Regions from separate parts of the Sus scrofa genome. Here region 1 is linked to region 2. Evidence: chromatin contacts called from public HiChIP or PLAC-seq data. All regions are on one chromosome and are shown on one strand. Each heading gives the region's core, a stretch centred on a gene start, on an enhancer-like site or on the middle of the called end of the contact. The rest is flanking DNA. Distances are from core to core; before and after follow the strand shown.

What was found. HiChIP or PLAC-seq counts read pairs in DNA pulled down with a chosen protein or histone mark.
Region 1: an H3K27ac HiChIP or PLAC-seq map of skeletal muscle shows a contact between it and region 2, with 2.8 times the contacts expected there. The contact joins two enhancer-like sites. A contact is called at or near these places in 2 of 2 datasets of contacts at active chromatin or transcription factors (alveolar macrophages and skeletal muscle).

The regions. Positions count from the first base shown.
Region 1 is chr1:271,516,847-271,522,656 of Sscrofa11.1, forward strand. The region is part of intron 13 of RAPGEF1 (rap guanine nucleotide exchange factor 1); the gene reads right to left. Among named protein-coding and RNA genes, the nearest start is that of UCK1, 66 kb to the left of the region's middle. Within about 2 kb of position 4,410, at least 29 of the 83 cell types and tissues checked have an H3K27ac peak or open chromatin away from gene starts, as enhancers often do. A contact at or near this core is called in skeletal muscle, where this site is marked.
Region 2 is chr1:271,326,122-271,332,301 of Sscrofa11.1, forward strand. No RefSeq gene overlaps it. Among named protein-coding and RNA genes, the nearest start is that of PRRC2B, 7.6 kb to the right of the region's middle. Within about 2 kb of position 2,345, at least 7 of the 83 cell types and tissues checked have an H3K27ac peak or open chromatin away from gene starts, as enhancers often do. A contact at or near this core is called in skeletal muscle, where this site is marked.

The DNA of each region.
Region 1 (5,810 bases), core at 3,160-5,659, 190 kb after region 2:
GCTAGACGGGAGGAGAGGGCGGACGGAAGCTTGGCTGTGAGGCACGAAGTCCTGCGAGTAGGACCTAAACACAGACTTATACTAAGCAAAGCGGAACACAGACACGCACACGAGAGGACGGGAAGAAGAAAACAGACAAAAGAAAAAGAGATTAGATTAAGTCAGCTGCCCCGAGACAGGCTGTGCACAGTCATTCCGATGAGGGCCCGGCCCCCCCACCTCAGGGCGTCCTCAGTGTCTAATCGGCAGGACGCGGGGCCCCCAAAGGAGAGCAGGCCCCCCCGTACGGAGTCCCGTCCTCCGCTCTGTCAGGAAACGAAGCCTGCACAATCCCGTCTGTGCCGTCTGTCCTTTCAGGGACCGTGCGGCTAAAGTCAGGGTGTGCCGTCACACAACCGGTCACACTTACTCGTTCTGAGTTTTTGGAACGAGTCTCTTTGGTTCTATCTCTTGACAGCCACATACTGTGGCCTTTAAAATACGCAATCACTTCAAATCCTTCTGGAAGGGAAGGGCAGAAGCCTTAAAAAGGGTTCAAAGGACTGGGCTAGCAAAACCCTACAAACCAGAGTTCACTGCCCTTTCTCCATGTCTGTCTGTCCATCCTTCCTTCCTCTTTCTTTTTTTTTTTTTTTTGCTATTTCTTGGGCCGCTCCCACGGCATATGGAGATTCCCAGGCTAGGGGTCCAATCGGAGCTGCAGCCACCGGCCTACGCCAGAGCCACAGCAACTCGGGATCCGAGCCGTGTCTGCAACCTACACCACAGCTCACGGCAACGCCGGATCATTAACCCGCTGAGCAAGGGCAGGGACCAAACCCGCAACCTCATGGTTCCTAGTCGGATTCGTTAACCACTGCGCCATGACGGGAACTCCCCTTCCTTTCTTTTAAACAAATAAAGTGCAATGTCCCTAACACTGCCTTGAACCTCAGGAGACAAGTCTGAGGTGGGGCTGGCAGTGACAGTGGACACCCACGGCTTCCTGGAACCAGTGAGCACGCTCCAGGCCTGGGCTCCGCTGCGACATGAGGGACAGAGGGGTTGTGGAGGACCCGACAGTGTCCTCGTGTCCTGCAAAGGGCCTGCCAGCACCTGGGAAACGGCGAGCAGTGTGGAAGGGGCTGCGTCTGAAGTCCCTGCCAGGCTCACCTCCCACCTCTCTGACTCAGAACGTGACAAAAGCCCACCCAGCACAAACATGCCCAGCACTCACGCATGCGTCCTCTGCTCTTTGCACAGAACTTCTGAATCCCACGGACAAGGACAAGCGGAAAGAAGAAATGCAGTTTTAAAGTAGCAGGAGGTCAAAGCCACCCCTGGACGCAGAGCTGCTGGGATTCAAGGGACAGGCAAGCCCTCCCTCTGTCCCCGCTGCTGCCAGCCCCGAGGCCATCGCAACCAACGAGCCCCGCCCACAGCGGGTTTCTATCCGACCCAGAAACCTGCCTAGGTAGCTACTCGTTTTCACACATTGTATTTCCCCATGTAATTCACAAACTCAAGGCCAAGGCTGGTACCCAGGCAGACGAGCCTGTGGAAGTGCCGCACTGACACGGAAGGCTCAGAGGCTCGCTGGACCCGGTTCGCACGCCAGCTTGCTGAGAAGCCGGGGGCAGAGGAGCCATAGTGTCCTCCCCACAGGTGCCATGTGCCAACTGAGCCCTCAGAGCCACCAACCGGGCTGGGCACTCACTCTGGGCTGTGCCAGGGAGGTAGAGTTTGGTGAAGCGCTTGGCCTTTGCAGTTCCCGGTTTCACCTCCGGAGGATGCTCCCTCACTGGCTGGGAAGGTCCACAGAGAAGAAACGCCTCGGCCGAGGGAGGGGACGGCCTGGTCCCGAGAGGCCACTCTGAGGGACCCCTCCACGCCACCCTGTTGGGACAGTGGCTGCGGTCCCCCATGAAAGCCCAGTTGTCGGACCTGTCAGATGCTCACCCCCGGCAGGAAGGTGCTGCCACAGGACCTGCTGAGAGACACTCCCCTCTGGTCAGGAATCTGCCTAGTTTAAGATTCACGCTCGGTGCTGCTGTGGTTGGAGTGTTTGTGTCTCCCTGCCCCAACTCGTGCCGAAATCCTAACCGCCAGGGATGACAGTGTTTGGAGGGGCCTTGGGAAGTCTTTAAAAGCTCTCCCCAGTGGGGTCTGGGCCCCAGAAGGGTGCCTCGCCCTCCTGCCGCATGAAGATCACTGAGTGTCTATGACCAAGAAGAAGGCCCTCACCCAACCGAGCTGGCACCCTGGTCTTGACTTCCCACCCCCAGAGCTGTGAGCAATGAACTTGTTACAAGCAGTCCAGTCGATGGTATTGTTTCAGCTGCGTGAGCGAACTAAGACAAGTGCCAACTCTGAGGGCTTGACGAGTCCTCACTGACCCCCCTCCTGCCCCCCTGAGCACTTAAGCAGGCCCTGCAGGAACCAAGCATGTGACTCTCTCTCTCATACACACACACACACACACACACTCATGCATGCAAGCATGTACGCACAATGGATCACACCTGATACTAGCTCGTGGGGCGGCAGACTCCACACTGCAGCTGCCTTTCCCGGGAGATGGGACAACAGCTGAGAGGGCACGCTCTCAAGGAACACAGACCTGGGCTCGGGTCCTGGGCTCTCTCCCTGTGTAACCGTGGGCAGGTGATGTTAAGTTCTTGAGCCCCAGTCTTTTCCTCTTTAAAATGGGGATGAATGGGAGAAAATAGTATCAAATGATGCAACCGACAAGGGCTTAATCTCCAAAATATACAAACAACTCATACAATTTAACAGCAAAAAAACAAACAACCCAACTGAAAAATAGGCAATGGGTTCCCGTCGTGGCTCAGCAGAAATGAATCAGACTAGCATCCGTGAGGACGCAGGTTTGATCCCTGGCCTTGCTCAGTGGTTTAAGGATCCAGCGTTGCTGTGAGCTGTGGTGTAGGTTGCAGACGTGGCTCAGCTCAGATCCCGCGTTGCTATGGCTGTGGTGTAGGCTGGTGGCTACAGCTCTGATTCAAACCCGAGATGGAAACTTCCATCTGCCTCAGATGTGACCCTAAAAAGACAAAAAAAAAAAAAAGAAAGAAAAAAAAGAAAAATGGGCAGAAGACCCAAATAGACATTTCTCCAAAGAAAGCACTTGAAAAAACGCTACATCACTGATTATTAGAGAAATGCAAATCAAAACTACGAGATACCACCTCACACCTGTCAGAATGGCCATCATTAATAAATCCACAAAGAACAAATGTGGAGAGGGTGTGGAGGAGAGGGAACCCTCCTGCACTGTTGGTGGGAATGTAAATTGGTACAACCGCTATGGAGAACAGTATGGAGGAACCTCAGAAAGCTAAATATAGAACTGCTGTATGATCCAGCAATCCCACTCCTGGGCATTTATCTGGACAAAACTTCCATTAAAAAGATACATGCACCCACATGTTCATTGCAGCTCTATTCACGATAGCCGAGACATGGAAATAACCCAAATGCCCACTGACAGATGAACAGATTAAGAAGATATGGTACATATACACAATGGAATACTACTCAGCCATAAAAAACCAAAATAATGCCATTGCAGCAACATGGATTGAACTAGAGACTCATACTGAGTGAAGTAAGTCAGAAAGAGAAAGACAGATACCATAAGATATCACTTGTGTCTGGAATCTAATATATGGCACAAACGAATCAGTCTACAGAAAAGAAAAAAGCTCGTGGACTTGGAGAAACAGACTTACGGTGGCCGAGGGGGGCATGGGGAGGGAGTGGGGCGGACTGGGAGTCTGGGGTTAGAAGATGCAGATGATAGCATTTGGAGGGGTAAGTAAGCAATGAGATCCTGCTGCACAGCACAGGGGACACTTGTGATGGAGCATGATGGAGGATAATGTGAGGAAAAATGTCTATTATATGTCAAATTTCACTTGACAGCAGAAATGGACAGAACACTGTAAGTCAACTACAATTAAAAACAAAAAAAACCCTGATCACTTAAAACGGGGATGGATTTCTCACAAGGTCTTTGGGTGGATTCACTGAGACGTCCTGGCGAGTGACAAGCAGTGACTGTCAGCTACTCTCTTTTGTCCTCCGAACTACCCCCAGGAACTCCTCTGAAAACAGAGCTGGGGCATTTAATTAATTCGATACATATGTACTGAATGAGGAAGCACTGAGGAATGGCTTCTAAGGCTGTTATTAACCGGAGCACCTAGGAAACCTCCTGACTCAGTGGCGCCTCCGTTTCGGGTGTGGAGGCTCATGGACCAGCTCGTCTTGCTGTCCAGGCGCAGGCCTGCCCGGTGCAGGGGTGGGAGAGGGGGCTCAGGGACGCTGCCAAAGGCCTGGGCTGCAGAGGAGCGGGCAGCCCCCAAGGAGAGGGAAGGAGCGCCGGCGTCTCTTGGACAAAGTGTCCTGGCTGCCCCGCCGCCCTCCTCGGCAACAGCAGGCCTGTAAAGCGCTGTGGCATTCAAGCTATGCAGTCTTGCTGGGACAAGAGCCAGGCTGGAAAGACACCTTCCGGAGGCAGGAGCGGCCCTCTAATCGCCGCAAAGCGACTCCTCACGGCTCTGCAGAGGGGCGGGTTGCAGCGTGGCTCCCGCCGTGCCAGGGTCAACAAGTCCAGGGCATTATTTCCAGGCTTTTAAGGTCATATTTATTCATACGGGCAGGGAGAGAAGCGGGGCTGGCCACCGAACAGAAACACCACTTCACCGAAGCCTGGAGTTTATTTTAGGACTGGCTGGTGCCCGGCTTTGCTTCTGACAGAGAGCTGTTGCACTCTGCAGCAGGAATTTTTATTTATAGCCAGAGTAAGACTGTTTGGGCTGAGGACTTTATAACAGGAGGGGCTGCCTGTCGGGAGAGTGGAGCGCTGGAGCGAGTTCCTGGGGAGGAGAGCAGTGAGAAGAGGGGGTACCTGCCCCCAGTGTCAGCCCTGATCACACTGCTATCAAAGTGCCAGCAAGAACCACCTCATAACGGTGATGCTGATGGTGACAGCTACGCTACTGAGTGCTTCCTGCTGGTCAGGTGAGGCGCTGACTCAGCTTGTCTGCAGCAAGTGCTGTGGCCATCCCGTCCCCAAGGCGAAGGGGCAGGGAAGGTGAGCCATGTACCCAGCAACACTTGGCTCGGCTCCTGAGAGACAGTGCCGGGAGGACCAGCTCACACTCACTGAGTGTTCTGGGCCGTGCCGGGCCCTGAGCAGGCCATCTCGCAGCCCTGCAGCATCCGGCCGGCCACCTCCACTCAAAATGGCCTCAGCGGAGGGTTCTGATGGCCCGCCTGCAACAGGCGGTCGGCCACGGCTTGACACACAAGCCAGAGATGCAGAGAAAAGACCCGCCCTCCTGTGAGACACAGGAACCGGCAGCCTGTTCTTTTGAAAACACGCACTTGAAAGAACCACTTTCCGGGTGCAAAGGACGAGAAGGCACGTGCCTCGCGGCCGTTCACATGCTAAACGCAAAGCCGCCCTCAAAGCCGGGGCACCGCTTTCCTTCCTTTCCCCGGTATCCCGGGCGGAAAAGTGACCAGGGATGGGCCCTGTTCTGTGCTGGCGGGAAAGCACCAGAGTCAGATTCCTCAATCTGAGGACCGTCACCGGGTTCCTCTGCTTAGCGGAAGGCGGGGGTGCCAGAGGCGGCAGCCGGCGAGCCAGCAGCTGAGGGCTGCGGCCACGGCCAGAGCACCGTGACTGGAACGCAACTCCACAGTGACCTGGGCTCCAAGCTCGAAGAAATTTCGGTTCTGCCGATTGTGCGGAAACGCTCGTTTGGGTCAATGGACTTCGTGTGGCGGGAAGTGTGCGGGCA
Region 2 (6,180 bases), core at 1,095-3,594:
CTCACCGTGGTTTTTTCTTTGCATTTTCACAATAGCTAATGATCTTGAGCATCTTTTCAGATGTCTGTTGGCTATTTGTATATCTTTTTGGCTAAATATCTATTCACGTCCTTCGCTCACTTTTTCATGGGGTTGGTTTTTTGTTTTGTTTTTTAGCACTGCACCCATGGCACATGGAAGTTCCCAGGCTAGGGTTCGAATTGGAGCTGCAGCTGCCAGCCTCCACCACAGCCACAGCAATGAGGGATCCAAGATTCATCTTCAACTTACAACCACGGCTCACAGCAACACCGGATCCTTAACCCACTGAGTGAGGCCAGGGATAGAACCCGCATCCTCATGGATCCTAGTCGGGTTCAGGTTTGTTAACCACCGAGGCATGAAGGGAACTCCCCATGGGGTTGTTTCTTGTTACTGAGTTGTAAGTGATCTTTATATATTCTGGATGTTAGACCCTTATCAGATAGAGGGTTTGCAAATATTTCTTCCCACCTGTGGGTTGTCGTCTCCCTTTCTTGATAGAAAGATGGATTCTGAGATCTCATATTTCTGGGATACTGCCCCAGCGGGCAAGACCTGGTTCCTCAATTCTCCTGCCAATAACTTTCCTCTACATTTATCCTCACCGCCACCGCATGTTTCAGCTCCATTAGTTGGTTTGGCTCCGCATTTGTTTGTTTCCTTTCCTTTTTTGGCCCTGCCCCTGGCATGTGGAAGTTCCTGGGCCAGGGATCAAACCCACACGGCAGTGACAACCCTGGGTCCTTAACCCACCGAGGGTACGGCTGCATGTTGAGGATGATTCTGAAGAGGCTCTTTGGGAAGGAGGACCACAGTTGGGGGATTTGCCACTGGCACAGAGAGGGGCAGGTAGGATGACTTCCTGGCACTCAGCATCCCTCACCTTTATTTCTTATTATTTTTTTCTTCGTTTTAGGGCTGCACCCACGGCATGTGGAGGTTCCCAGGCTTCGGCTGGATTCAGAGCTGCAGTTGCCAGCCTACACCACAGCCACGGGCAACTTGATATCCCAGCTGCCTCTGCAACCTACACCATGGCTCACGGCAATGCGAGTCCTTGACCCACTGAGCGAGGCCAGGGATGGGGATGGAACGCACATCCTCATGGATTCTAGTTGGGTTTGTTACCACTGAGCCGCAACGGGAACTCCTCCCTGGCCTTCATCTAGGAGTCTCCTCTGCGAACTTCTTCCCTTTCCCTTCCCAAGACCTATCCCTCAATAATTTTTCATTGCCTTTTCTCAGGCAGAGTTGCCAAGTTTTTTTTTTTTTTTCTTTTTTATGGCCACACCCAAGGCACATGGAAGTTCCTGGGCCAGGGATTGAACCTGGCTTCAGCATTTTAAACTCACTGTGCCACAGTGGGAACTCCTGAAGGTACCAATCTTATTCTCACATTTCTTTTTATTCCCCAGTCTTGGCAATTTCCCTCTCTCTCTCTTTTTTTTTTTTTTTTTTTTTTTTTTGTCTTTTTGCCTTTTCTAGGGCCGCTCCTGCAGCATATGGAGGTTCCCAGGCTAGGGGTCTAATCAGAATTGTAGCCGCCAGCCTACACCACAGCCACAGCAACGCCAGGTCTGAGCTGTGTCTGCGACTACACCACAGCTCACAGCAACACCAGATCCTTAACCCACTGAACAAGGCCAGGGATCGAACCCACAACCTCATGGTTCCTAGTCGGATTCGTTAACCACTGAGCCCAATGACAGGAACTCCAGCAATTTCCCTCTCTTGAGTCTTTCTCCTCAGCGAAAATCAAGGGCAACTTCCCAAGATTCAGGTGTGATGGGGAGAGGAATTTCCAGCACTCCCTGCGCTGCGCTTCCTTTGTCATGAGCCCCTCAAAAGTGACCTTGCTTTTAGTCCACATACGTCAGGTGCTGAGACTCAGATTGCCCACCCTGGTGTGGGCACCAAGCTCTCTGCAGGGCCCCTTGCTGCCTGTTCAGACCCGTGTCATATTTTTAGCTCAAGGCTCTATTCCTGCCAGAACGCACGTTCCCTGGGATGCGGCCACTTTTCCAATGGCCAACAGCCAGCCCGTGGTCCCCTCCCAATGCCCAGATGCTCCCAGCTCTGGGTCTTTGTTCAAGCTGGTCCCTCCATCTGGAGTGTTCTTCCCTGGTCTCCTCTGATTAAACTCCACTCTTCCTTCAAAGCCTGATATCAAAAGCACCTGCACCAGGAAGCCTCCCTTGGCCTCCCCAGGTGGAACCAATTTTTCCCTGGACTATGATTTTTTTTTCCCCTCCCGTTAAAGTGACCGCATTTTCTGAACTGTAATTGTGACTCATGCTCTCTGTCATTAGTACAGTTGCCTTTTAGAGAACAGGTGCAGAGACTATGAAAGCAGGCCCATCCAGGAATCCTGGCACACAAGATCACTACACAGGCTATAGGGCTCCCAACCCTGGATCGTATTGCAAGCTAGCGGTGGGCCTGTGGCCCACAGTCTCCTGCCGACCAGGTCATAACAAGGCCCTGGATGATTCAGACCCACCTCAGGCCCATTGCTGGGTAACAAGGAAAAACCTTTGTATTCGATTATGCTTCAATCACCAGAGGGATGTTGCCTATAAGCTTAAATTATACACAGTGGCCCATCTCCAGGAACCCTGCTTCCCAGGCAGTGAGCATTCAGCTAAAAGACCTTTGTTGAGCTTACAGGAAACATCCTGACCAAGACCACCTGTGAATGACCGCGGGAAGGAGGAAATTAGCACATCCCCTCCGGAGACTGATGGGAGCCAGGAAATGTTTGACTTTACTCTCTCCCCTTTTAGGATCAAAGAAGCCTGAATTCAACTCAGGCAAGATGGTTCTTTGGGACGCCACCTTCTCCAACTGCTGGCTTTCCAAATAAAATCACTATTTCTTGGCGTTCCCGTTGTGGTGGGAATGAATCCGACTAGGAACCATGAGGCAGCGGGTTCAATCTCTGGCCTCACTCAGATGGGTTAAGGATCCATCTGGCATTGCCGTGAGCTGTGGTGTAGGTCACAGATGTGACTCAGATCTGGCATCACTGTGGCTGTGGTGTAGGCTGGCGGCTACAGCTCTGATTAGCCCCCTAGCCTGGAAACCTCCATATGCTGTGGGGGTGGCCCTAAAAACACAAAAAGACCGGCCTACGCCAGAACCGCAGCAACGCAGGATCCGAGCCACGACTGCAACCTACACCACAGCTCACGGCAACGCCGGATCCCTAACCCACTGAGCAAGGCCAGGGACTGAGCCCGAAACCTCATGGTTCCTAGTCGGATTCGTTAACCCACTGAGCCACGACAGGAACTCCTGTTGTTTGGTTTTTTATGCCCCTTGAGAGATTCTTGAACAGAGGAATGATTTCTTTTTCATCTTGCCATTTCTCAGTATCCTGGCCAGCCTTACCACTATAGATCTCAGTAAATTTTTTTTTTTTTTTTTTTTTTTTTTGTCTTTTGTCTTTTGTTGTTGTTGCTATTTCTTGGGCCGCTCCCGTGGCATATGGAGGTTCCCAGGCTAGGGGTTGAATCGGAGCTGTAGCCACCGGCCTACGCCAGAGCCACAGCAACGCGGGATCCGAGCCGCGTCTGCAACCTACACCACAGCTCACGGCAATGCCGGATCGTTAACCCACTGAGCAGGGGCAGGGACCGAACCCGCAACCTCTTGGTTCCTAGTCGGATTCGTTAACCACTGCGCCACGACGGGAACTCCGTAAACTACTCAGTGTTTTTTTTGTTTGTTTGTTTGTTTTTGTCTTTTTGCCATTTCTTGGGCTGCTCCAGCAGCATATGGAGGTTCCCAGGCTAGGGGTCCAATCAGAGTTGTAGCCACTGGCCTACACCAGAGCCACAGCAATGTGGGATCCAAGCCGCATCTTCGACCTACACCACAGCTCACGGCAACGCCGGATCCTTAACCTACTGAGTAAGGCCAGGGATCGAACCCACAACCTCATGGTTCCTAGGTGGATTTGTTAACCACTGAGCCACGACGGGAACTCCATAAATATTTTTTTGCAGCTGGATGGAGTGTCTTCGTTAGACAGAAAGCGTGGAGGTTTAGATAAGGCACTGGTGGGGGAAAACAAGAAGCCCTGAGAGCCAGGAAGAGGATCTACAAATAATGTCACCAACATTCCCTTTCCCGAATGCAAATGCCGCTCCCTCCACCAAAGTGGGGCGGGATCTACCTTCCCTCTCCTTGAGTCTGAGCTCCCACTTTCATGCCTTTGGAACCCAGCTGCCAGGCTATAAGGAAGCACAGACTATTTTGCTGGAGAGAAGCCACAAGGAGAATGCTGGAGTATGAGATAGCTTGTGGAGGAAGGGACAGGGCTGTGGCATGACCCCAGTCACTACCAGGTGGCACAGAAGAATCATCCAAAATCCTACCAAATTGTGAGAAGTAACTTTTTTTTTTTTTTTTAGGGCCACACCCACAGCATGTGGAAGTTCCCAGGCCAGGGGTCACACTGGAGCTGCAGCTGCCAGCTTACGCCATAGCCACAGCAACATCAGATCTAAGCTTCATCTCTGACCTACACCATAGCTCACAGCAACGCCAGATATTTAAACCACTGAGCAGGGCCAGGGATTGAACCCAAAACCTCATGGATACTATGTGGTTTCGTGACCGCTGAGCCACAATGGGAACTCCATACCTCCTGCACTTAAAAAAAATTTTTTTTTTTCTTTTTAGGGCCGCACCCGTGGCATATGGAGGTTCCCAGGCTAGGGGTCGAATCTGAGCTGTAGCCGCCCCTGGCCTACACCACAGCCACAGCAACATGGGATCCGAGCCACATCTTCAACTTACACCACAGCTCATGGCAAAGCCAGATCCCCAACCCACTAAGAAAGGCCAGGGATCGAACCTTCATCCTCATGGATGCTAGTCGGGTTCAGGACCTCCATAACTTCTGCATTTTTAACCATGGCTCCATGCTGGGGGATAGACCCAGTGCCTGCTTCTGGGTTTAGCTTGGATACCCACTGATGAGGTGAGCTGAGGTGAGTGGACTGACCTCACCTCTATGCTTTGTGGAACCCTTGGGTGGCATGTGTGGCCATGCTGTGAACAAGACTCAGGCTCCAAGTGGCTGATGGGAGGCTTGGCTTTGAAGCCAGATGGGGCCCATTGGAGCGGCTTCTGGGTTGTCCCTACGCTCTGTGCCTGGACTGGCACTTTGAAGGCTGGCTCCCTGTTGTGTTCTGTGTCTAGGGGCCCTCCATGCCCCTCCCCTGCAGTGAGACATTGATTTGCCAGAGCTTTTGTGCCCTGGATGACCAGAGAGGTGCATCTGTCCGCAGTGGCTAGGCTGTGGCAGGTGAAGGTCCAGGAGCCTCGACTTACTGTTCTGTAAAATCAGCTTGACGATAGACCCTAACTCACAAAATCATGGTGAAGAGGCTGTGATATCCAGAAAGTGGGTACAGGCACAAGTCCTCAACAGGTGTGTCTTCTCTTTTCCACTCTGTCCCCAGCTCTCTGAGTGAACTTGGGAACTTCGCGAATCCGGGTTTTAATTTCCCTACATGAAAGTGCTCAATAAATCACGACTACTCTTTTTTTTTTTTTTAATTTTTATTAGAGGAATTCCCACTGTGTTTCAGTGGGTCAAGAACCTGACTAGGGAGTTCCCATCGTGGCACAGCAGAAACAAATCCGACTAGGAACTATGAGGTTGAGGGTTCAATTCCTGGCCTCGCTCAGTGGGTTAAGGATCTGGTGTTGCCGTGAGCTGTGGTTAGATCGCTAACATGGCTCAGACCTGATGTTGCTGTGGCTGTGGTGTAGGCTGGCAGCTGTAGCTCTGAATCGACCCCTAGCCTGGGAACCTCCATGTGCCATGGGTGCGGCCCTAGAAAAAAAAGAAAAACCTGACTAGGATCCATGAGGAGGCAGGTTCGATCCCTGTCCTTGCTCACTGGGTTAGAGTCCAGCATTGCTGTGAGCTGTGGTGTAGGTCACAGACGTGGCTTGGATCTGGCGTGGCTGTGGCTGTGGTGTAGACGGGCAGCTGCAGCTCCAATTCAGCCCCTAGCCTGTGAACTTCCATATGCTGTGGGTGCAGCCCTAAATAGACAAAAAATAAAAATTAAAAAAACAAAAACAACAAATTTTTATTAGAGTATAGTGGATTTATAATGTGCTAACCCAATCACACACACA